Regions from separate parts of the Mus musculus genome. Here regions 2, 3, 4, 5, 6 and 7 are each linked to region 1. The links are chromatin contacts, called in public Hi-C and HiChIP or PLAC-seq maps. All regions are on one chromosome and are shown on one strand. The core of a region is the stretch at or near the end of the contact, and the rest is flanking DNA. Distances in the headings are between cores, read along the strand shown. Region 1 holds the start of Cdh4 (cadherin 4). Region 2 has its middle 150 kb from the start of Gm35948. Region 3 overlaps Cdh4 (cadherin 4). Region 4 has its middle 180 kb from the start of 4930591A17Rik. Region 5 overlaps Cdh4 (cadherin 4). Region 6 overlaps Cdh4 (cadherin 4). Region 7 has its middle 120 kb from the start of 4930591A17Rik.

Region 1 (2,853 bases), core at 261-2,760:
CTGAAGCCCCCATTTAAAGCCTCGTCAGGAGAGCAGAAAAGACCAGAAGCCTCTAACAGACCAGAAGGGTTTTCTGTTCCTCTGGAGTCTGCATCTTTAGAGAAAGGAAGGCAATGGGCAAGGGGTTCCACCCAAGCTGCCAGGAACCAAGGGAGATAGCATGTGTCCCCACTAATCCACTCCGCTAAGGAGAAGAAGGCGCACCAGGCTCCGGATCCCTGGTGAGCAAGCTCCGGGAGCCGGGGGCGCAGCCAGCACCCTGCAGTCTCAGCTTCGCGGGCCGCCAGAGCGGAACGCGCCTCCCTGCCGGCCGAGTCCTCCAGCTGCGCGCAACAGCTCCGCCCGGGTTCCGCTGGGAGGCCACCCGCAGCCTGCAGCCTGTAGCTCGGGCTCGAGTACCCGGCCCCGGAGGCTAGGAAAGGGAGGGCTGGGTCGGGGATCTTCCCCCGGCCAAGCTCAGAATGACATCTGGTTCTTGGGGATCGCAGCTCTGAAATGCTCTTGCAGCCCGCGGGAGACAAAAGTCGGCCGGGAAAGTTTCTGTCCCCCCGGGGCGTGTTCCCCGCGCAAGGCGATGGTCCGGTGGCCTCGGAGCAGCCGGTCGCCAACCCTGGTTCATCGCAGAGAATACCTCGGCGTGGCAGCGAGCAGGCCACCGGACCGATCGGCCACGAGAGGGGGTTCAGGCCACTCGGTCTCCGCCCAGGGTCGCTGCGGGAGCTGCCGCTGAGCCGTTCCGAAGACCCGCAGCGAGCTGGAGTTAACCGAGGGAGCCGGCTGGAGACCGCGCAGAGACTGTGCGGAAACAGCGAGTGTGTCCAGCTCCAGTCCCCGGGCTCAGTGCCTCGCGCTCCCGCTGCGCCCTCCTCCCGATCCCTCTCTAAGTCGGGAGGACCTGCTAGACCCCGCGGCTACAACCCGCGCCCCTTAGTCGCCTCCGCCTCCCACTGCAGCCGAGCTCCGCGGCACCCACGGGACCCGGGAGAGCGCCCCGCGCAGCCGACCCGACCCGGCGCGCGGCTGGAACTCGGGATGCGCGACTGCCGGGCGGCGGAGGCGAGTACTACACTACGGAGGGCGGCCCCGGAGCGCAGATCGGGCAACGAGATGGCACCTAGGGTCCCGCCCGCTCAGCTCCGCGGCTCCTCGCTCCGATAGCGAGCGGCTTCGCGCAGCGCGGGCGGCGGTTTGAGAAGACCGGGAGACACCAGCTAGCCCCACGGGTTCCCAGATCGCCTGCGATCGGAGAGGCGGCAACTTACCCGGAGCGCGCCCGAGAGCCCGAGCAGCAGCAGCGGCAGCACAGAGCCTGTGGTCATCGTCCCCGCCGCGCCGCCCCGGCGCTCGCCCGGTGCCCGGCTTCCCTCGCCGCGGCGATGCTCCGCCCGCGCCCGCCCTGCTTTTCCCCGCACTTGCCGCCCGGGCTCCGGGAGCCAGGCCAAGTGGGCCGGCGGCGCGCTCCCTCCGGCCGGTGCGTCCGCCGGCCTCGCAGCCGCCCGCGCCTCTGTTCCGCGCGCTCGGAACTGCAGGTGAAGCTGAGCGGCGGCCTCGCCGAGGCCCCGCCCCTCCGGCCGGGCCTGACGCGGGCCTTAAAGGAGCCGCTCCCGCGCCCACTCGCTCAGCCGCTTGGCCTGGTTGCTCGCTGGCAGGGCGGCCTCAGTCCCGTGGGACAACTAGAGGCCTGTATGAGCAGACGAAGCCAGGGAGACTGGGTTTCTAGGAGCAAAGACGGTGTGAACCAAAGAAGACTGTGTAGTCTCTGCCCAGCAAGTTAGATGTCCTTTGTAGATTGTGGGACCCCTGCTTGTGATCACACCGTGATGTTAGGTCAACTTCTTTTCAGAGCCCACAGTGAAGAGTGGACACTTCCTTCATCCCTGTGTCATCTAAGTCTCCGGACACAGGCCTTTGTGATGGCCTCCAGCCCTCTGAACAGCTCAGGGATCGGAAGAGAGGGAGAGGGGAGGGGTCACTCTCCAGCTGGGCTGGCTCGGCTGACCCCTTATAGTGTGGGCCTGGCTCTGGCTATCCTCCAAGGTTTGGGAGGATTCCTACCCATTCCTCTGTGTGTGCCAAAATGTAGTTAGGTCTTCTGTATAGGCAAGGAAGAAATCAGAGGCCGCGGAAGGAAGGAAGGGACTCCAGCGGGCAGAGCTGTCAGGCACGTCAGCTCCCTGGGCAGGCCAGCTCCATTTGCTTCGCATGGGCAATTTCCAACCCTGACTGCAGGCATTTCTTTAAGCATCGTATCGCTCTCGCGGAAAAATAAGGGCAGCTTGGACTGTGAGTGAAGGCTTCCCCATCCCTCCCTTGGCTAAGCAATGTACAGAAAAGTGGAGTGTCTGCTCAGATGTTTTTCAAATGTTCTTTGTCTCTCTTCTGAGAAAATCTGTGTCCAGAATACAATAGTTCTGGTTTGAGAAGAGTGAATTAAGTTGCCCCAAGGTCATAGTTAACTTGGACAGAGAGACCTTTTCTTCCTTGCCCCCCCTCCCCCCACTATGGTGGATGACACCCTAGGTCTCCTGACTAGTACTCGAGCCATGGGAAATCAGGGTAACCCAGGGTGCATAGTGGGCTCTGTCCAGAGGTATGAGACTGGGTTTAGCTTGGACCACCAAGTATCTGAACACCAAGCCTGTGCCAACCTGGCCCTATGCCACAGACTGTCCCAGTATTGGCCTGCTAAGGAATGAGAGAGGCTACTAACTTAGCATGGCTGGCTGGGCAGTCTTCAGACTCTTCTATGTCCTTCCCTGGGGAGACAAAGAAACATTCACTCTTGATAGAGAGGTACCCAGACCAAAGCAAGACTTGAGTACAGCTTGGCGAGTCGGTGAGCTTACTGGGGAG
Region 2 (2,853 bases), core at 110-2,609, 250 kb after region 1:
CTGGGAAAGTGAGAAATGAAGGAATAACCCCCCCAAAAATATTAATAGTTATATATTCTTATATACATGTATACACATATATGTATGTGCTTACATGCATACTACAATGCTCATATGTACATACAAATCATGTATACACATTTATATATGCATGCAGAGCACATATATACATTTAAATGTACATACACATTCCTATCTACATACATATATGTATGTACACATTCATATCTACATATACATTCATATACATACACATTCACATATGCATACATGTTTATATGTATGTACACATTCACTTATACATACACATTCATATGTATGAACATATTTATATATACATACACGGTCCTATCTACATATGCTTTCATATGTATATATACATTTTTATATATGTTAATATCTACATGCACATTCATATATACATGTTTATATGTGTATTCACATTCATATATACATATACATTCACATATACATACATATTTATATGAATACTCACATTTATATGTATATATACATTACTACATATATAAACATTCACTTATACATACATGTTCATATGTATATTCACATTCACATATACATATGCACATGTCCGTGATCACTGACTTATCCTCTTTGGATCCTCTCTCTGTGCACACTCGTGTCCCTGGCTGATCATTTCATGTCTTCCAAATTCTGTTCAATCATCCTCCATCCACCCGCTTCCTGCCCACTGGGATCCAACTCTATCATGGTCTTTTCTCACTACCCATTGATAGCCTATGTCATCCAGGTGCTCCCTGCACGGACCACCTTTAGCACCAGAATATTGGCTGTCATTTTGGTTGGGCTTCTTTGAAAAGGCTCATCTAGACTGTAACTTCCCTTCACTCTGAGCAGGAGGGAATTTGGCTGCACCACTGTCCATCCCAATCCTGAACTGAAGGCCTGAGTGGCTGTGTCAAAGCCACAGACTGGACAAATTCTCTGAACCATACTTACACAGTCACTTTGTCTTTGACAATGAAAACTGAGAGTGAGCCAGATGTGGTGGCACACAACTTTGATCCCAGCATTTGGAAGGCAGAGGCCGGGAGATTTCTGTGAGTTCGAAGCCAGCTTGGACTTTATAGCAAATTCCAGGCCAGCCAAAGGTTCACAGTGAGATCCTGTCTAGAAACAGAACACAACAGAGCAAAACAAAAAATAACAGACCTGGGACCAAGAAGCTGGGGCCAGAAGTGGTGCACAGAGAGCAGGTTAGAGCTGGCCTAGAGTGGTAGGAAGACCACTAACCTAACACCATGGTCAGCAGGATAAGGCACAACTCAGGCAAGTGGGTGAATGGAGCTGCCACTAGAGGGCAGCATTCAGAGGTGTTGCTGGATCCCACTGAAGTGGTTAGCTCGTCCCTGGCACTTGACAGGGTGTCTGGTTAAGCACCCTGGACAGCACCCTGGTCAGCTCCCGGGTGGGTCAGCACCCGGGACAGCATGGGGGCAGCTGTGCAAGAACTTTCTGACCCTAAATGAACGGTGGTCACAGAATGGCCAAGAAATAAACATAATCTACCAGAAACTCTCAGCTCAGCCTGTCATGGTGATAACGCTCCACTGACCCAGCCTTATAGGACGCCTCTGTCTGCAGTGGGAGGTCCACCTCCTGCAAAGCTGTAGACTGTGTATACTTAGACAGGGGGAGTGCTTAATGGAGAACGCGGCCTCCAAAGAGGGAGGCGTGGACTTATCTCCCAGCTCTACAAAAGAGACCTCCAGTGCTTATGGCCCACTGGCTTGTAGGAAGAACCATTAGGGATGCCCATGAGAATCAGCACCATGCATGCCTTGAAGAGCCCCTAACAGGTGACCTAGAACAGCCAGAAGGAAGCCATAAGCCCTTTTAACCACTCAGCCCATCATATCACAGCAACAGCCTCTACCATACTTCTTGGGTAATGCTCTAAAGGGAAATGCCACTTTGATCCACCGAACGCATCTAGACACCCCACTGTGGTTTCCTAGCCTGTCTCATGGAACTCTGTGCAGTCCCATGTAGGAGGCTGCAGGTTGGGCTGCCCTGACTGCCAAGCCTTGGAGCTAATGCACACCGTTGTCACACAGCGTGCCCTTCCTGGGGCTTTGTCCATCTTGCTGACAGAAGGCTGGCAGCTGCCTGTGGAGAGGCCCCCCTTACAGGCGCTTACATCAGCCATTCTTCTGCCTTCTCCACTGTCCACACAGTGAGAGGCTGCCTTCTACACAGCTGGGTCTCTCCATCACTGCTGGTTTAGCACTGGGTGGGGTGGGGCAGGGTGGAGCACTGTTTCCAGGAATAGGCTGTGTTGTCTTAGGAAATGCAAACTGTACCTTGTACCTGTAGTGACCACACAGGGCTCATTTACCTTTAAATATGTAAATATGTCACTGCCTCTTTGCCGGCATGGCTGCAAGGCCTGTGTCTCTCCGGTCTGACTGTTGAGAATTGAGCAGTTTTGACAAAGCCGTTGAGAAAACAGCAAGAAGAGAAGGGAGAGAGGGAATAGTGTGGAAGCAGGGAGAGAGAGAGAGAGAGAGAGAGAGAGAGAGAGAGAGAGAGAGAGAGAGAGAGAGAGAGAGAGAGAGAAGACTGAGCAGGCAGCAAAAGGGCAAGGAGAGGAAGGGGAAAGAGGCAAAAATGAAAGAGGCTGAAAGGGGGGCTAAGAGGGGAAGGGGGAGGATGCAGAAGGAGAAGGAGTGAGGGAGGGCCAGCAGGAGGGAGCCGAAGCCTACGGTATCACATTTCTCTTCCTTGAAAGAGACACCAAAACTGACAGATCCATCCTTTTATTTCCGCATTGGTCTCTCCAGAGCATTCTTATTTAGTAGTAATCTTTTA
Region 3 (2,853 bases), core at 193-2,692, 240 kb before region 1:
GACAGCTTTGGAGGGGGTCTCTGGTGCTCTGGGACCAGACTCAGTGCTGCTCATGTTTTGGCTCTTGGCTAGAGAAGTGTTTTTCTCTAGAATTAAGGGAACCCCACATAGTGTTGATGATGTTAACAACTGAGGAAGAAAAGCAGGAAACAGGAGGACACAGGATGGGTCTGAGGAGTTAAGCTGTGTGTAAAACTGATCTGCCAGCAATAGGAAGCTGGACTCACGGCCTTATGGCTTCCCATCACATAGACACATGTGCATGCATTTCCACTGTGCGTGGCCATGTGGGACTTAGCGATCCTCACAGGCCATGTGTGGTAAGGGTGTGTGCACTCCCTGGCTGGCTGCAGTGAGGAGCTCTTCAGAATCTAACGTGTGCCAGGTGACCAAGGGGAGCAGGGGTGGCCTCAGCAGTGCCTGAGCTGAGGGACAGGGACAGGAAGTAGGTGCAGGGGCAAGGCAGGCCTTGGGGAAGCTGGATGGAGGATGTTTGGGACGTCTGTCCACAGACCTCTGCTGATACACAAGGGACCCAGCCTCACTCCGAGACCTCCAGCTTCTTCTCACATTCACTCCGCAGTTTGGAAGCTTCAGGCTGGAAGTGCAGCTGGTACTATTTATGCCTACCTCCTCTGTGAAGGTGACGTTGGCTGCAGACCCCCGTGAGGGTCAGGGGTGGGGGAGCCACAGTTGTCTCTGCTATAGTTTCCCCCTCTTAAACATGAAAATACCCAGGATGCCCAGTCACAGGGCACAGGTGGCAACTCTGATGGAGTTGTTCAGGGCCTTCTGCCAGGCAAGGCTGGTGGGAGTGGCCTTGGAAAGCGACAGAGGACAGAGAGGAAGAAAGAGGAGAATAGGCTGGAGGAGAAACCATTTTCCTTTTAACAACCGAGTGAGGGGGTCGGGTATTTTCAGACCATAAAGAATAGTCCTTGACATGAACGGGTTTACCAAGCACTCAGTTTCCTCAGTGAGGCCCATGCTGGCTCTTCATGACACTTGTAGATGGGTCTGGGACAGGACTCATCTGTAAGTCTGGGATGCCAGCTTTATGTTTCCGGGCTTGTATTAGAACTGAGAAAACCACTCTGGCCACAGGGCCAGGAGTCAGACACCTAGCTGGATCTGATCCTGTATAATTCCTTCCCAGGTGGCTTTGATGCTGACAACCCTCCCTCCTGAAGGCACCCATGTGGGACACACTCCCCAGGTTGGATTTTAGCCTCATTTATTCTTCAGCTCTTGATAAATTCTTCTGGGGTGATGGTGGCCACACACCTGTGGTGCAAAGGAACAAGACTGTCCTTGTGCACACTTGTGTTCTACGGGAAGATGTAGGGCAGGGAAAGGAGATACCTATCTGAACCCCAGCTCAGACACACAGGCAGAAGAGAGCAGAAGAAAACGAAAGAGCACAACCCTGGTTTCCAGACACTGACACAGGCTGCTGTCGGCATGCCAGGCAACCATGAGGAGAGATCTGCAGAGCCTGTCTGCTCAGACAGCAGAGGCAGCAGCCAAGTTCTGCTGTATCCACGTGGATGTGTAAAGACTCCCACTGTGTGATACCCATCTCCCCACAGCACACAGGGTTGCTCCATGCTGACATTTTCTGAGAGGAGAATCTGTCTAAGACACCAGCCACTGCACACTGAAAGCGATACTCTAGGTGGAGGAGACAAGGAGGCACTGTGGTAAACATGCACATGATACCACAGCACCACAAGCCGAGCCCCACTCTGAAAGCTCAGCTCTTGCGTGCTCCCTAGGTCAGCCATGCAGCCTGAATTATTTTAACATCGCTTCTTGATGCTTTAGCTGAGAACAAACTTGCCTGCTGACCCCCACACAGGATCCTTCAATGTCATGCCTAGGGCATGTTGGTAGATAGCTGGATTTAGGATGAAGTGTTGACTCGCTCACTGAAGAGCACAGAGTTCAGAATGCATCTCTCTCTTTTTTTAATCTTGTGTAGCTCATTTACATACTTCTCTTCATCACCCTTCCCTAAGGCAGAAAAATGTAGTGACAATTTCGGAATTTGGGTTTCTTAAATAAATAAAAAAACAACAGGAATATAAGAATATGTTTTTGTTTTACACTCTTGGGTGTGGGACATGGGGCTGCTTCAGACTGTCCACAGCAGCTGACTATGATTTGCCTCGTGTTCTAGCAGGGGCATAATTTTGCCAGCTGCAGATAGCTTCTGCGGTTGTGTGACATTTGGAATTCTGAGATTTTTTTTAAAAAGAAGGTATACAAATGTTAGGGCCCTGAGAGGTGTGAAGGGTTGTTGGTAGTTGTTGCTCAAGGTTTGTTAATAGTCACTCCCAAAGAAGAAAGAACAAGAAGAAATTAGATATCCTGATGGTGAAGATCAAACTTGCCCTGAGGAACTCAAAACCTTAAACCAGCAGGCAGTAGTCTAACAACGACATGACCCTCTTTCCAACCCCCTGACTTTATTCACGCATCTCTTTCCGTTCCTCTCTATCCCTGTTCCTCTCTTATCCAGTGTTGGGGGTAGAAAGGGTGGAAGAGAAGGGGTAAAGTGTAGAAGAAAGAAGAACCCACAAAGCAGCAAAAGACAGGCTACAGGTAAAACGCCTGACCAGCCAGTGTCAGCAGGAGTGGAGAGGGTCGTAAGATGCAGTTTGGGCTTTGAGTCCCAGCCTCTATACCCCGTTTACCCATGGAACACAGTAAATGACAAGCTGGCAAGAGTAGAACCCCACAAGGTGGGTCAAGACTACAGAGTTGTCCAACATGGAGCTGCGTAGGATCCCAGTGACCCTTTCCTGGGACAGACTGACCTCACTCATCTGTTCTTCTGGTTCCTACCTGCTA
Region 4 (2,853 bases), core at 174-2,673, 200 kb after region 1:
TCGGCACACTGGTGCCGATACAGGGCTGCTGCTCGGCAGGAACACCTTAGCAGGAGTACCTTCAGCATCTGTTGTCAGACATCTTTGTGACTCATCAAAACTGAGGACAGGAAAAACAAAACCAGGGCAGAGCCTCCCCCAGTCTCCCTTCCTTAGACTAAAAGTGTTCACATTCACTTTGCAAATTAGATTGTGTGTTAGAAGATCAAGATGGAGCACTTTTAACCCAATGGTGTTTACTTCTGGATGGCAGAATGGCCTGGCTGCTGTCCCTGCAACCCCCCAGATCTGAGGGGCCCTGTCCGGCTCTGCTGCAGTCATAGCTCCTGGGCCACACTGCCCTGTGGGCTCCCATTCTGGAAAGAGGAAACATCTTTGAAAGAGTTGGTTCCAAATTCACAAGGCACACATCCCAGATCAGCAGTCATCAAGGAGAGCTGACATGCTCTGAGGCCATTGTGGTGCCGGGCAGATGCCATCACATCCATAGATATCTGTGATTGTAGCAACCTGCAGAGGTAGCCTCCATTATCCTTTGTTTTGCAGGTAAGAAGCCAAGATCTTCATCTTTCCATGCCTCAGTCAAGGACACACATCTTGAATGTTGGTTCAAGATTCTGCCAGTGGTGGTGGATAGCTTCACCTGTTGGTCTTTGGGGAATTATGAAGACCTCCTATGCACTAAGGGCAGAAGTGGTCACAAGAAGGCCTAATGGGTGCCAAAGCATAGGGAAGGCACAGACCATGCCAGTGGGGATGGTGCCTTATCCCTCTTATCTCTCAGAGGTCGGGCACTGAGGAGGGAGCTATGGGAAGGCCTTTCTGACAAGGGAATCAGACAGACTCATTGCCACAGGCCTGGGTATCTTCATTATAGACCCCACTGGTGTTGATCCGTGGGAACATATGCAAGTGTCAGCTAGAGTAAGCCGCAGAAGCTTTGGGGCTTCAGGACAGAGCCTGGTGAGCGCCCAACTTTAATTTTCACAGCAAGAGCCCGGGAGGAAGTTGGGAAGTTTCTGCTGGCTTTCGCCCCTGCTTCTCTCATCTTCCGAGAAGCAACAATGTATCCACATTCTGATGGTGCAAGGCTTAGAGGGGTTAACGCCAACCTTCCAGTTGCAGCCTTGGCATGGGTGAGTGTTCTGAGATGCAGAACGTAGATACAATGATTTAAAGAAACCCTGGTGACACTGTTTTGTCTTGTAGGGAGAGTCTCTCTCATTAAAAATGAGGCATGGTGGATATTGGCAGTTCACCAACAAGATTCAGTGACTGTTCTCAAAAAAAAAAAGGAAGACAACGTAGTGTTCCTCCTGTGTGGTGTCTCTGTGACACTTCCCAGGAAGCAGAGTGCTGGAAAGATCCAGCTAAGACATCCTGGCGGTGGGGCTGGTAGAGCAGCTGCAGATGGGAACACGGAGGATGCTCGCTTCTTGGCTTTTCATGCTCCGTTCCTGTCAAGATGAGCGTCGGAAGTGTCAGCCCCGCGGGCTGTGCCACCAGGCGAAGCTGTGCACTGTCTTCTTGTGGGTTCTGTGGGCTCAGCCTTCAAACATCTACAAAAGGATAGGGCACTTGGTTTCTGGCAGGATGTAGCTAAACCATGAATTGTGGCTGCCTCCCAGATGGTCATCCAAAATAAGCGAGCAGTCAAACCTCATTTGGTGGGAGGAAGCACAGCAGCTGTCTCCACACAGCCTCTCCCCGGTGACTGGATCAGCTTCCTGTGATATAGCAGAGAGCAAAGCAGTAAGCCAGGTACGACTTGTCTGTCCCTCTATGTCCTCAGGGGTTACCTTTCTGTCATGTTCCCTATTAGGAAGTGCCTAGACCACTGGTGTTCATGTCTTCCCTGTCCCAGGCAGAGAGCTGGCAAATCAGTGTGTTGACACTGTTTAACACAAACCTGGGGACAGCAATCCAGGAAGTCAGTGTTCTCGGTGATTGAACCAGACAGGGCTCTGAGGCTGCAAGATGCCAGTACTATGGGAGAGAGGAGAATGCATGGGCTTACATAATAGGGAATTCATGCCCATCTAATGTCTCTCAGTACACACTGAGGGGTGTGAGGTGTATTGTGTCTCACCTCTGTCTCATCTCAGTTAATTTCATTAGTGGCCATCTTCCCCTGGGTTGGCAAAGATACCCCAAGGCCAGCAGCCTGGCTTAATCTGAAGCAGTGGGCAGGCTGGAAGGACCGTTTGTCTTCTTTCCCAGGAGACCCATTTCTAAAACAAAGGGCTGTAGTCTCTCATCCACAAGGTCTGGTTCCAGTTACCTTGGGATGAAGTAAGGGACAGGTGTATGCTCAGCTCCATAGGAGTAGTGAAACATCATACAACTCCAATGGAGTCTTGCTGCACTAGGGGGACTCTGGTGCCAAGTAGCATCAGCCATGTGTGGTTGCCCTGTAGTTAGGGCTAGGGGTCATGCTGGGTCTTCCCACAGAGTGACCCTGCTGCTCCTGCTGCTGCTCAGGTCCCAGGCTGAATCACAAGGAGAAAGTAAGGTGAGCGTCAGCGTGTCTCTCTGTCCCCTTCCTTGACTTGGATGCAATGTAAGACCCATGTTCTTGCTACTGTGATAGGCTGATAAACCCTTCCTCTCTCTTTTTAAATATGTATTTTTAAATTTTTATTTATAGGAGTATACTGTAACTGTCTTCAGCCTCACACCAGAAGAGGACATTGGATCCCATTACAGATGGTTGTGAGCCACCATGTGGTTGCTGGGATTTGAACTCAGGACCTCTGGGAGAGCAGTCAGTGCTCTTAACTGCTGAGTCATCTCACCAGCCCCTCCCTTCATCTCTTAAGTTACTTTTGTCAAGACTGTCACAGAAATATCGAA
Region 5 (2,853 bases), core at 252-2,751, 190 kb before region 1:
GTAGCAATGGATGGTCTTTAACTTCTGATCCTCCTGTTTCCACCTCCTGTAACCTATGCTGAGATTACAGACCACCACCACCGTGTCCAGATCATGCTGGGCTGTGACAAGAGCCCAGAGTTCCTTGTATGCTAAACAAGCACTCTACCATGTAAGCACCATCCCCACCAACCACCATCACAGTCCAGTCAACCACCATGGCTCCCCACAGTGAGCTCTTTACTGTCCTCTGAACATAACTGTTCACAGCCCCAGCCTCACAGAAGATGCATTCCACCAGTCTTGCATCATAGGCCTGCATTCCAGTATATGAATGAAAAGCAGCCATGCTGTTCATCAGGTTTAGGAGTTCTCTGGTGGAATTTTTAGGGTCACTTATATATGCTATCATATCATCTGCAAATAGTGATACTTTGAATAGCCAGAAACTGGAAAGAACCCAGATGGCCCTCAACAGAGGAATAGATACAGAAAATGTGGTACATTCACACAATGGAGTACTACTCAGCTATTAAAAACAATAAATTTATGAAATTCTTAGGCAAATGGATGGATCTGGAGGATATCATCCTGAGTGAGGTAACCCAGTCACAAAAGAACACACATGATATGCTCTCACTGATAAGTGGATATTAGCCCAGAAACTTAGAATACCCAAGATACAATTTACAAAACACATGAAACTCAAGAAAAAGGAAGACCAAAGTGTGGATACTTCGTTCTTCCTTAGAATGGGGAACAAAATATCCATGGAGGGAGTTACAGAGACAAAGTTTGGAGCTGAGACAAAAGGATGGACCATCTAGAGACTGCCCCACCCGGGGATTCATCCCATAATCAGCCACCAAACGCAGACACTATGGCGTATGCCAGCAAGATTTTGCTGACAGGACCCTGATATAGCTATCTCTTGTGAGGCTATGCCAGTGCCTGGCAAATACAGAAGTGGATGATCATAGTCATGTATTGGATGGAACACAGGGCCCCCAATGGAGGAGCTAGAGAAAGTACCCAAGGAGCTGAAGGGGTCTGCAACCCTATAGGTGGAACAACAATATGAACTAACCAGTACCCCCCGAGCTCATGTCTCTAGTAGCATATGTAGCAGAAGATGGCCTAGTCAGCCACCATTGGGAGGAGAGGCCCTTGGTCTTGCGAAGATCATATGCAGGGCAATGCCTGGGCCAGGAAGCAGGAGTGGGTGGGTTGAGGAGCAGGGCGGGGGGAGGTATAGGAAACTTTCAAGATAGCATTTGAAATATAAATGAAGAAAATATCTAATGAAAAGAAAAGAAAAGAAAAAAAAAAGAAAATAAAATCAGCCACGCATTGAAAAGTCATTTCCACAAGAAACGCAGCCCCAAGCCTTACATCATAAGCAAAATGTTAGGCAGTAGGAGGGTGAGCACGTGAGGGAAGAACGCTGTCCACACTGGGGCTTCCTTGATGTTTGCCTTTCCCCACATTAAGTCAGACACTTCTGAGCCAGACCCTTAGTGAGGAGGCGGTGTGACGTGAACACGGTCGGGGAGAGAGCATGTTTTGTGACTGCCTTTGTTGAGATCAAGGGTGTGAGGGATCAGAGTGATTAATTGTGTCTCTGGTTCCAATTAGGACGTGAGTCAGATTTATAAACATGGCGAGTTCATGCAGCTGCCTCGTTGGCCTTGGGCCTGGCCTGATGGTGCTTGGGATCAGAGACGAGGTCAAAGTTCAGGGGGATCTGAGGAAGGATCAGCATCTTGGGTTCTCTGGACACACAGCCAGCCATGTTTGCACTTGGCAGGAGCGGGCCACTTTGTACCATGTGGGCTCTGACCAGCCTTATTCTGGCTTGAGTAAAACTCAGCAGAGGGCGGTGGCACTGGCTGCAGAGTTAAGATGGGATTTGGTGATGTGGCTGAGCTCTCTGGGCCTCCATTTCTCCACTGGAAGCAGTAAGAGCCACATATAGCTCACAGGGTGTGGATTACATGACGTGGTTGAGAGAGAGGTCTAATACCTGTCTGTATTCCCAGATGTCACTCAGTGCTGCCAGCATCACAGAACAGGGGGCTTCCCAATCTCCACCCTGTCAACCTCCAGATGAGGTTGTTGTAGGTGGCTGAACTGCTTCTGAGGGACATCAAATGGCATCCTTTACTAGCAAGCCACCCTAAGAATGGCGACCATCGAAAACTTCCAGGTACTTCACAGTGGTCCACAGTTGATGAACCCCTATCCCCAAACAAAACAAGAGGACACAAATAAGCACCAGTGGTAATCAACCACAGATGGTGTCTATGGACTTCCCTGGGCATCAGCTCAGGGGTCAAAGCATCACAGGACACCAGGGTCTAATAATACAAGGCATGGAGACTATACATCTAGTGGGCTCTTTGAGAGAGGCATCTACAGTTGACTCAGGTGACAGGTGATGGGTGTTGTAGAGAGAATCTCAGGGGACAGGCAACCCTGTGGGTGTCCCACCCTGGTGACAGTCCAGGAATAGGCTCTACTCAATGATCAATTGAGTAGATTCTGGGATACTTGCTCTACCAGCTACCTGGTGATATCAAAACCCCAGGTCCTAGGATAGAGGTATCATGATCTGATGCTAGGACACAGGACAGACTGTCCCAGCCCCAGGGTAGCAGGTGGGAAGTGGAGGGTGGCTTTCACAGAGCACAAACATAGAGAGAAGGATCTAGGCTGCACCCCAGGGTGTTCTGGGACAACCGGATCGTACTGGATTTCTCTAGCTGAGGTGAACCACAGCCAAACATCTGCTTATCACAAGTACAATGTCAGTGTGTGAGGAAATAAAAGACAGCTTTGTTCACAGGGCCAGAGTACTTGCCACGATGGACCGAG
Region 6 (2,853 bases), core at 208-2,707, 160 kb before region 1:
GCATGTGGTGTGGCTGTGAGGCTGGGTGTGGCATGTGGTGTGGCTATGTGGCTGGGTGTAGCATGTGGTGTGGATGTGTGCCTGTGCGTGGCATGTGTTATGGCTGTGTGACTGTGTGTGGCATGTGGTGTGGTTGTGTTGCTGTGAGTGTCATGTGGTATGGCTGTATGTGGCATGTGATGTGGCTGTGTGGCTGAGTGTGGTATATGGTAAGGCTGTGTGACTGGGTGTGGCATGTGGTATGACTTTGTGACTGGGTGTGGCATGTGGTATGACTTCATGTGGTGTGGCTGTGTGGCTATGTGTGACATGTGGTGTGGCTATGTGGCTGGGTGTGGTATATGGTAAGGCTTTGTGGCTATGTGTGGCTGTGTATGGCATGTGGCATGGCTGTGGGCTGAAGAATCATAGCAAATATGTCTCTGCTGGGAAGAGGGCCAACTGTGGCCTAGAAGCTTTCTGGTGGCTTTCTCTGACACTTCTTGGCACCTTGCCTTTGGCCATGGTTCTCACAGGCAGAAGTGGTATCACACGGCAGAGAAGATTTCCTGAGAAATCAATAGGACATGCTGCAAATTCATCTCAGGAACCATGTTTAGTTGTAGTCTCATAAAATAGCAATTCTCAGTGAGCCTGACTGCAGAGATACCACAGAGCACAGGAAAGTTGGGCAAAGTTGCCCTGTGAGGCCATGTGAGGCCCTAATGTGCTGTGCTAGAGCCTACAATGTGTGTTGAGTAGAGACAAACAGAGGTAGGAACATACATGGAGAAAGTCATAGGAAGGGACAGAGATAGAAACAGAGGAACACAGAGACAGCTGAGAGAAAAAGATAGAGAGGCAAATTCCTCAGGGAGGATGTGAAAGGGGAGCCTGGGGTTTAGGCCGTGGGTGGACAGACAGATGGACAGATGGCTCCTTTCAGAACCTCTCCCTTCCTGACACTGACTCTTGTGGTTTTGTATTTATTTCAAGGACAGGGTCTACATAGTGTGATGAAGGCTGTCTTTGAGCCCAGGCTGGCTTTGGGTTCGCAGAGATCCTCCTGCCCCTACTTTCCAAGTGACTTTTTAAATCAGAATTTTGGGGCTGGGCTCTTGAAGGAGGCCTGAATGGCAGAAGACTCTTCTAAACTTGCCTGAGGTTTAACAGTCTTTTCCCCCAATGTCAACAGATACAGACATTTTCTGGGGTGTGGTTTGGTTGGTCCAGTGCTCGTGGCAGCTTGGGAAAGTGTAAGGCACACACTCACCACTGTCTGACAATGCATACAGTCATCTTGCCTGCAGTGTGCCGCTCATCACGGAGTGCTACAACCAAACTCAGAGCTGAGGGAAGCTATGATCTACTTAACATTTCCAAAACCGGGCAAGCATTTTCCTTCCCAGAGCAGGTCTCTGTACCAGCCACCGAGAGTCTGAAGTCACAGCCAAGCTCTGCAGCACCTACTTTGATATCATGTTCCAGAAGAGTCCACAGCGCGGTAAAATCCCATCCAAGGCAGAAACAACAGACGGCTCCGGGGTGTTTGCCGCTGGCATCTGCCATAGCAGGAATTTCCTTCACAGAGGATAGGAAAATGCCCTTGGGCTGTATCAAAAAAGGAAAAGGGATAAAAAGAGAAGGGGGTGTTTCGAACAAAGAGGAATGGAAGCAGTGTCCGTGTGTTTTACAGGAGTCATCACCCAGCCCATGGCGATTACAAGCCTCCCCCTGCCCCAGCAAAGATGGGCTTCCCTAATAATCAGAAACCCATCTTGCATCTCTGGACTCTGTTCCCACAGGCATCAGATGGCTTTTGTGTGAAAGAAAAAGAAATGTGAAAATGTGCTACCCTACCAGGAACAGCAGGCAGGCATTTGTTCCCCACAACTCAGACACCCAGGGGGTGCAGCTCAGCCCCTGTGGCCCTCAGTATGCCAGCCTGGATCCTTTCTGTAAGCCCAGGAGGCCCAAACCACATGTGACTCTCACAACAGAACCTGGAGAGTAAAGATGAGGAAGGGGACAGCAGGCAGGAGGCTCAATGGCTCTAGCACTTCAGATCACATCCAGATGGGCCCATCAGAATCTCCCTTCTCTCTACCCTGTCACACATACTCACGATCATACAGATACAGAGGACATTTCCCCACAATGGATCACTACTAGGTCGCAGACAAAGAACCACAAGCAATCCGCTAAATGAACCAGACGTCCAAGTGTCGACCTACAAGTTAAATAACTCTGCTGTGAAACCGTGAGCTCTTCAAACAGGTGTTTCTGGAAGTGAAGACCAAGGTTGGTGGAATGGTGTGAAGGCTGTTGTGAGGGTGCTGAAGTGCCCTCCCAAAGGGATACAGAGAGCATGCTCCTGGAGCCTGCTGAAGCCTGTCACCTAATGTCCAGAGTCTGCCACCTCTTACATGCAGTGCCTCGGCTGGGAATTAAATGACAGGGACTTACAATGCTCACATTATATTACAAACAAGGACAGTGGGTGTCCTAGCAATTCACTCCTCATGATTTCCTGGTGATTGTCCCAAGGTTACAGAGGCCATTCAAGTCAGTTATGTCTCCATAGAAATAAACAAACAAACAAAAGCAGCAACAACAAAATGTCACAACGAGCTGCTTTTGCCTCTTCTCAAGTCTGCAGGGCCTGATGCTGGAGGGCTTAATCCCGACACAGAGCTAATTACACTAATTGTCAAATGCCAGCAACGCTATCCTGAGAATGGACATCCCCACCCCATGCCAGCAATCATAGTCCCTCCCTCTAACACAGGAGTCAGGACTCGCTCAGGCATCCTGGAGACCCCAGGGATCACTGACCACAAACGGTTTATCAAAGAACTTAGAAGTGCACGCACA
Region 7 (2,853 bases), core at 172-2,671, 150 kb after region 1:
GCAAGCATTTGGGGATTTCATTTCAATGCCCTCCAGAGACAGGGGTTCTGAACATTCAGGCTGACTTTGAAAGTTTCCTTCAGGACCTTGGAAAACTTAATCTCACAACCCCAGAGAAATGTTAGGATCATGCAACAGCCTTTCTTAGCTAAAACCAATTGGGGCCAGCTATCCTCCACCTCCTGCCCGCCTGTGCAAAAACACAAAGTCTAGATCTAGGAAATGACCAGTGTGTGCCAGTCCACACGGGCGTCTCCTTCACTTGATAGCATTCCTGGGGAAGGCACTGGCTGAGCCCCTTGTCTGTCTTGAGGACCCTGGCAGCACGAAGCCTTCTAGGACTGACTGCCACGTCACACAGAGACCTACCCCTTGAGGTCTCTTTGGGTACAACATAAAGTCATTGTGTTCAGCATCTAATTAACTGTAATTAATTGAGTAAAAGAAAAAAAATGGGCCCAGAAGAAGAAAAACACAAGGGAAATGAAGATGGATTGTTAAGTTGTGTGCTGCGAGGCCCTGATGAAAGCATCATATTTCCCCGCTCTAATAACCTCGGTTAATACGCAGCGATCAATCACACCATGGCGGGTGTTTTTTAGCTTGCCGGCTTATCGATATGAGGTGGTTTAATGTGGACGGCCCTGACGTATTCCCGATACAAAGCAGAAGGGCTATGGCCGGTCCCTCATCCCTGAACGCCTGGGACTGCGATGGCAGATCAATACTCGTCGGAACACCCCGATTCTTCTGCAAACCACACTCGGGTGACAGTGATTAAGCTGTGGGGGCTTGTCTGTCTGAACCCAGGACGGTTATATCGCAAACAAAGCCCTCATTGATCAAGCGTATTTTATTTTTAATATTCATGGGTTGGCCATACTCAAAACACAGCATTACTATGCGCATGGGAAATGAGCCCTTTGCCCGGCTCTGATCAACACTACAGGGGAGAGAAATGTCCTGTGCCCAAACTGCTTCTGACCAGATCCACGCCTAGCCCCAATCCTCCCTAAAGCTAGCCCTAGTAGAGACTGGGGGAACCAAGCCCTGACTAGGGTCTCTGCACTGTGTCCTTGATTTATAGTCACTCTGAGCTGAGCTTCATGGAAGGACGGGAGGAGAGAGGGAAACAGCAAGTGTCTCCAAAAGCATGTGCTACCGTCCTCCACTCCAGTGTCCCAGGGTGCCATCCAGTGCTGGCAGCACCATCCTATGGCTTTGCTCAGTGTTCGAAGCCGGTGGGTGTGGGTGTGTTGAGGTCCCTCTTGTCTCCTGTTCAGCAGGCTACATGGCATAGTTTCTGAATAGCTACCTTCTGCTGTCAGCAGGAGCTTCACTTGTCAAGGGCCCCAGGAATGAGCAGCCGTGGCCTCCTAGTGTTGGGCTGTGGGTTGCATGGCTGAGGCCAGGGCATGGCTCAGGGTATGGATGTCCTCATGCCTGTTTCCTTGGAAACCTCCTGGGTGTGGCTGTGGCCTCTGGTGAGTGTCTGTACACAAAGGCACCATTCCTTGACACAGAGATCTGGCCCCATCCAGTGCCCTAGGGCAGTGACCTGCTGCACTCAGGCTTAGCTGAGGGATGGACGTTTGCCTGACAGGGTTTTGGAGTCCAGCCTAGTGGTGCAAAATGACCACACAGTCGGCATGGGCAGGTTACAGACAGGTTAAAGCCAAGAACCTTTGCTTCTGAGTACGAACAGCCAGCATGTCACCTGCCCTTGTCTTTCTCTTGCTTTGTACTCTAGTCCCCGGGGCTTTTCTCCAGGCAGCCTTCCCCAACATGGAACTCACTGTGACTTACAACCTAGTGCCCTTGAGGTCTCCGAACTGGGACCTTGTCTCTGGGTGATAGACACACGCATTCTCTCTGTATCTTATTTACTAAGCATGGCCTGGTCACCAAAGGAGAAAGAAATCTAAAGTCTCCGACAGAAAAATGAGGGAGTTGTTTCTTTAGGAGATATTCCAATCCAAATGCAGGAACATATTATTTCAAAGAGAGGCTGCCTTCCCTTTTGATCTGCTGTTCAATGCACCCCTCCCCACACCCAGAATCATTTCTGACAATCCTCTCATCAATTAAGTTTCCTCCAGCGATGCACACAGATATTGCGCTAACGCATGCCATAAATCATGCTGGGGATCTGCGGGATGCGGTGTTGCTGACAAATACGGTCTCCTCATTCAGAAGGAGGCAGGGAGCTGACATGTGGCACCGCATGCAAGTGTGTGTGTGCTTGTGCATGTGTTTGTGTGTATGTGTCTGTGTGCATGCATTGTGTGTGTGCATTGTGTGTGTCTGTATGTTTATGCATGTGTATATGTGTGTCTGCGTGCATGTCTATGTCTATGTGTATGTCTGTGTGTCTGTATGTATCTGATTGTGTGTGCATTGTCTGTTTGTGTGTATATATGTGTGTATGATATATGTGCATATGTGTGCACATGCCAGTACAAGCACACACACATGGTCAGTAGAGATGACATGTACAAAAGACAGAGCCTGATGCATCCAGGGCCTCAGAACAATCAGCCTCTGACTTCTTCTCTGAAGTCCCTGATGATCAGAACATTAGCTGGGACACCTGACACAGCACCCTGGCATGGCCATGGCTTATGTCTGTGGGTCCAACAAAAGTTTGCCTGTCCCACTCTTCTTTGAGGGCAATAAGCAGGTCAAGCTACGGTGGTTCCCAGGGGGATGCAAGAGCATCAACCAAGGAGCTTTGAGAGACATTTATGATTGACCACTCTGGCCCAAGAGTGAGGCTCTGCCTGGGATGGCCTAGTTTGTATAGGTCCTGGGGGGTGGGGGGGATGAGGTATACTTCTCCCAGAGGGTCCTGGA

The links. A called contact is a pair of places that touch in the nucleus more often than the background predicts. HiChIP or PLAC-seq counts read pairs in DNA pulled down with a chosen protein or histone mark.
Region 2: a Hi-C map of nephron progenitors shows a contact between it and region 1, with 4 times the contacts expected there. The contact joins the enhancer-like site here to the promoter of Cdh4 in region 1. A contact is called at or near these places in 5 of 39 promoter capture datasets (cranial neural crest, embryonic stem cells, hippocampal neurons and 2 more), 9 of 484 Hi-C or Micro-C datasets (cerebellar granule neurons, cerebellum, cerebral cortex and 4 more), 11 of 115 datasets of contacts at active chromatin or transcription factors (craniofacial prominence, embryonic forebrain, embryonic hindbrain and 6 more) and 3 of 9 other capture datasets (adipose tissue, embryonic stem cells and liver).
Region 3: a contact with region 1 is called in an H3K4me3 HiChIP or PLAC-seq map of neural progenitor cells, with 15 read pairs. The contact joins the enhancer-like site here to the promoter of Cdh4 in region 1. A contact is called at or near these places in 2 of 39 promoter capture datasets (embryonic stem cells and stem cell-derived epiblast-like cells), 1 of 484 Hi-C or Micro-C datasets (myocytes), 13 of 115 datasets of contacts at active chromatin or transcription factors (SST interneurons, embryonic forebrain, embryonic hindbrain and 6 more) and 3 of 9 other capture datasets (adipose tissue, embryonic stem cells and liver).
Region 4: a contact with region 1 is called in a Hi-C map of cerebral cortex, with 3 times the contacts expected there. The contact joins the enhancer-like site here to the promoter of Cdh4 in region 1. A contact is called at or near these places in 3 of 39 promoter capture datasets (the 3T3-L1 cell line, cranial neural crest and hippocampal neurons), 4 of 484 Hi-C or Micro-C datasets (cerebral cortex, cortical neurons and forebrain), 7 of 115 datasets of contacts at active chromatin or transcription factors (SST interneurons, craniofacial prominence, embryonic forebrain and 4 more) and 1 of 9 other capture datasets (liver).
Region 5: a contact with region 1 is called in an H3K4me3 HiChIP or PLAC-seq map of neural tube, with 4 times the contacts expected there. The contact joins the enhancer-like site here to the promoter of Cdh4 in region 1. A contact is called at or near these places in 4 of 39 promoter capture datasets (embryonic stem cells, hippocampal neurons and stem cell-derived epiblast-like cells), 4 of 484 Hi-C or Micro-C datasets (differentiating embryonic stem cells, embryonic stem cells and rod photoreceptor), 7 of 115 datasets of contacts at active chromatin or transcription factors (craniofacial prominence, embryonic forebrain, embryonic hindbrain and 3 more) and 3 of 9 other capture datasets (adipose tissue, liver and pancreatic islet).
Region 6: a contact with region 1 is called in a Hi-C map of cerebral cortex, with 2.2 times the contacts expected there. The contact joins the enhancer-like site here to the promoter of Cdh4 in region 1. A contact is called at or near these places in 5 of 484 Hi-C or Micro-C datasets (cerebellum, cerebral cortex, embryonic stem cells and 1 more), 7 of 115 datasets of contacts at active chromatin or transcription factors (VIP interneurons, embryonic forebrain, embryonic hindbrain and 2 more) and 3 of 9 other capture datasets (adipose tissue, liver and pancreatic islet).
Region 7: an H3K4me3 HiChIP or PLAC-seq map of neural tube shows a contact between it and region 1, with 4 times the contacts expected there. The contact joins the enhancer-like site here to the promoter of Cdh4 in region 1. A contact is called at or near these places in 2 of 484 Hi-C or Micro-C datasets (stem cell-derived neural progenitor cells and stem cell-derived neurons), 8 of 115 datasets of contacts at active chromatin or transcription factors (embryonic forebrain, embryonic hindbrain, embryonic stem cells and 4 more) and 3 of 9 other capture datasets (adipose tissue, liver and pancreatic islet).

Annotation. Positions count from the first base shown.
Region 1 is chr2:179,441,088-179,443,940 of GRCm38.p6, reverse strand. Cdh4 (cadherin 4) reads right to left here and starts at 1,510. Exons shown (of 16, transcript NM_009867.3): 1 at 1,263-1,510. The coding sequence starts at 1,319.
Region 2 is chr2:179,192,482-179,195,334 of GRCm38.p6, reverse strand. No RefSeq gene overlaps it. Among named protein-coding and RNA genes, the nearest start is that of Gm35948, 150 kb to the right of the region's middle. Within about 2 kb of position 1,359, at least 32 of the 459 cell types and tissues checked have an H3K27ac peak or open chromatin away from gene starts, as enhancers often do. A contact at or near this core is called in craniofacial prominence, where this site is marked.
Region 3 is chr2:179,678,705-179,681,557 of GRCm38.p6, reverse strand. The region is part of intron 2 of Cdh4 (cadherin 4); the gene reads right to left. Among named protein-coding and RNA genes, the nearest start is that of Gm36066, 120 kb to the left of the region's middle. Within about 2 kb of position 1,442, at least 8 of the 459 cell types and tissues checked have an H3K27ac peak or open chromatin away from gene starts, as enhancers often do. A contact at or near this core is called in neural progenitor cells, where this site is marked.
Region 4 is chr2:179,237,056-179,239,908 of GRCm38.p6, reverse strand. No RefSeq gene overlaps it. Among named protein-coding and RNA genes, the nearest start is that of 4930591A17Rik, 180 kb to the left of the region's middle. Within about 2 kb of position 1,423, at least 12 of the 459 cell types and tissues checked have an H3K27ac peak or open chromatin away from gene starts, as enhancers often do. A contact at or near this core is called in SST interneurons, cerebral cortex and forebrain, where this site is marked.
Region 5 is chr2:179,629,634-179,632,486 of GRCm38.p6, reverse strand. The region is part of intron 2 of Cdh4 (cadherin 4); the gene reads right to left. Among named protein-coding and RNA genes, the nearest start is that of Gm52541, 110 kb to the right of the region's middle. Within about 2 kb of position 1,501, at least 3 of the 459 cell types and tissues checked have an H3K27ac peak or open chromatin away from gene starts, as enhancers often do. A contact at or near this core is called in neural tube, where this site is marked.
Region 6 is chr2:179,597,710-179,600,562 of GRCm38.p6, reverse strand. All of the region lies in intron 2 of Cdh4 (cadherin 4), which reads right to left. Among named protein-coding and RNA genes, the nearest start is that of Gm52541, 77 kb to the right of the region's middle. Within about 2 kb of position 1,457, at least 9 of the 459 cell types and tissues checked have an H3K27ac peak or open chromatin away from gene starts, as enhancers often do. A contact at or near this core is called in cerebral cortex, where this site is marked.
Region 7 is chr2:179,291,444-179,294,296 of GRCm38.p6, reverse strand. No RefSeq gene overlaps it. Among named protein-coding and RNA genes, the nearest start is that of 4930591A17Rik, 120 kb to the left of the region's middle. Within about 2 kb of position 1,421, at least 20 of the 459 cell types and tissues checked have an H3K27ac peak or open chromatin away from gene starts, as enhancers often do. A contact at or near this core is called in neural tube and pancreatic islet, where this site is marked.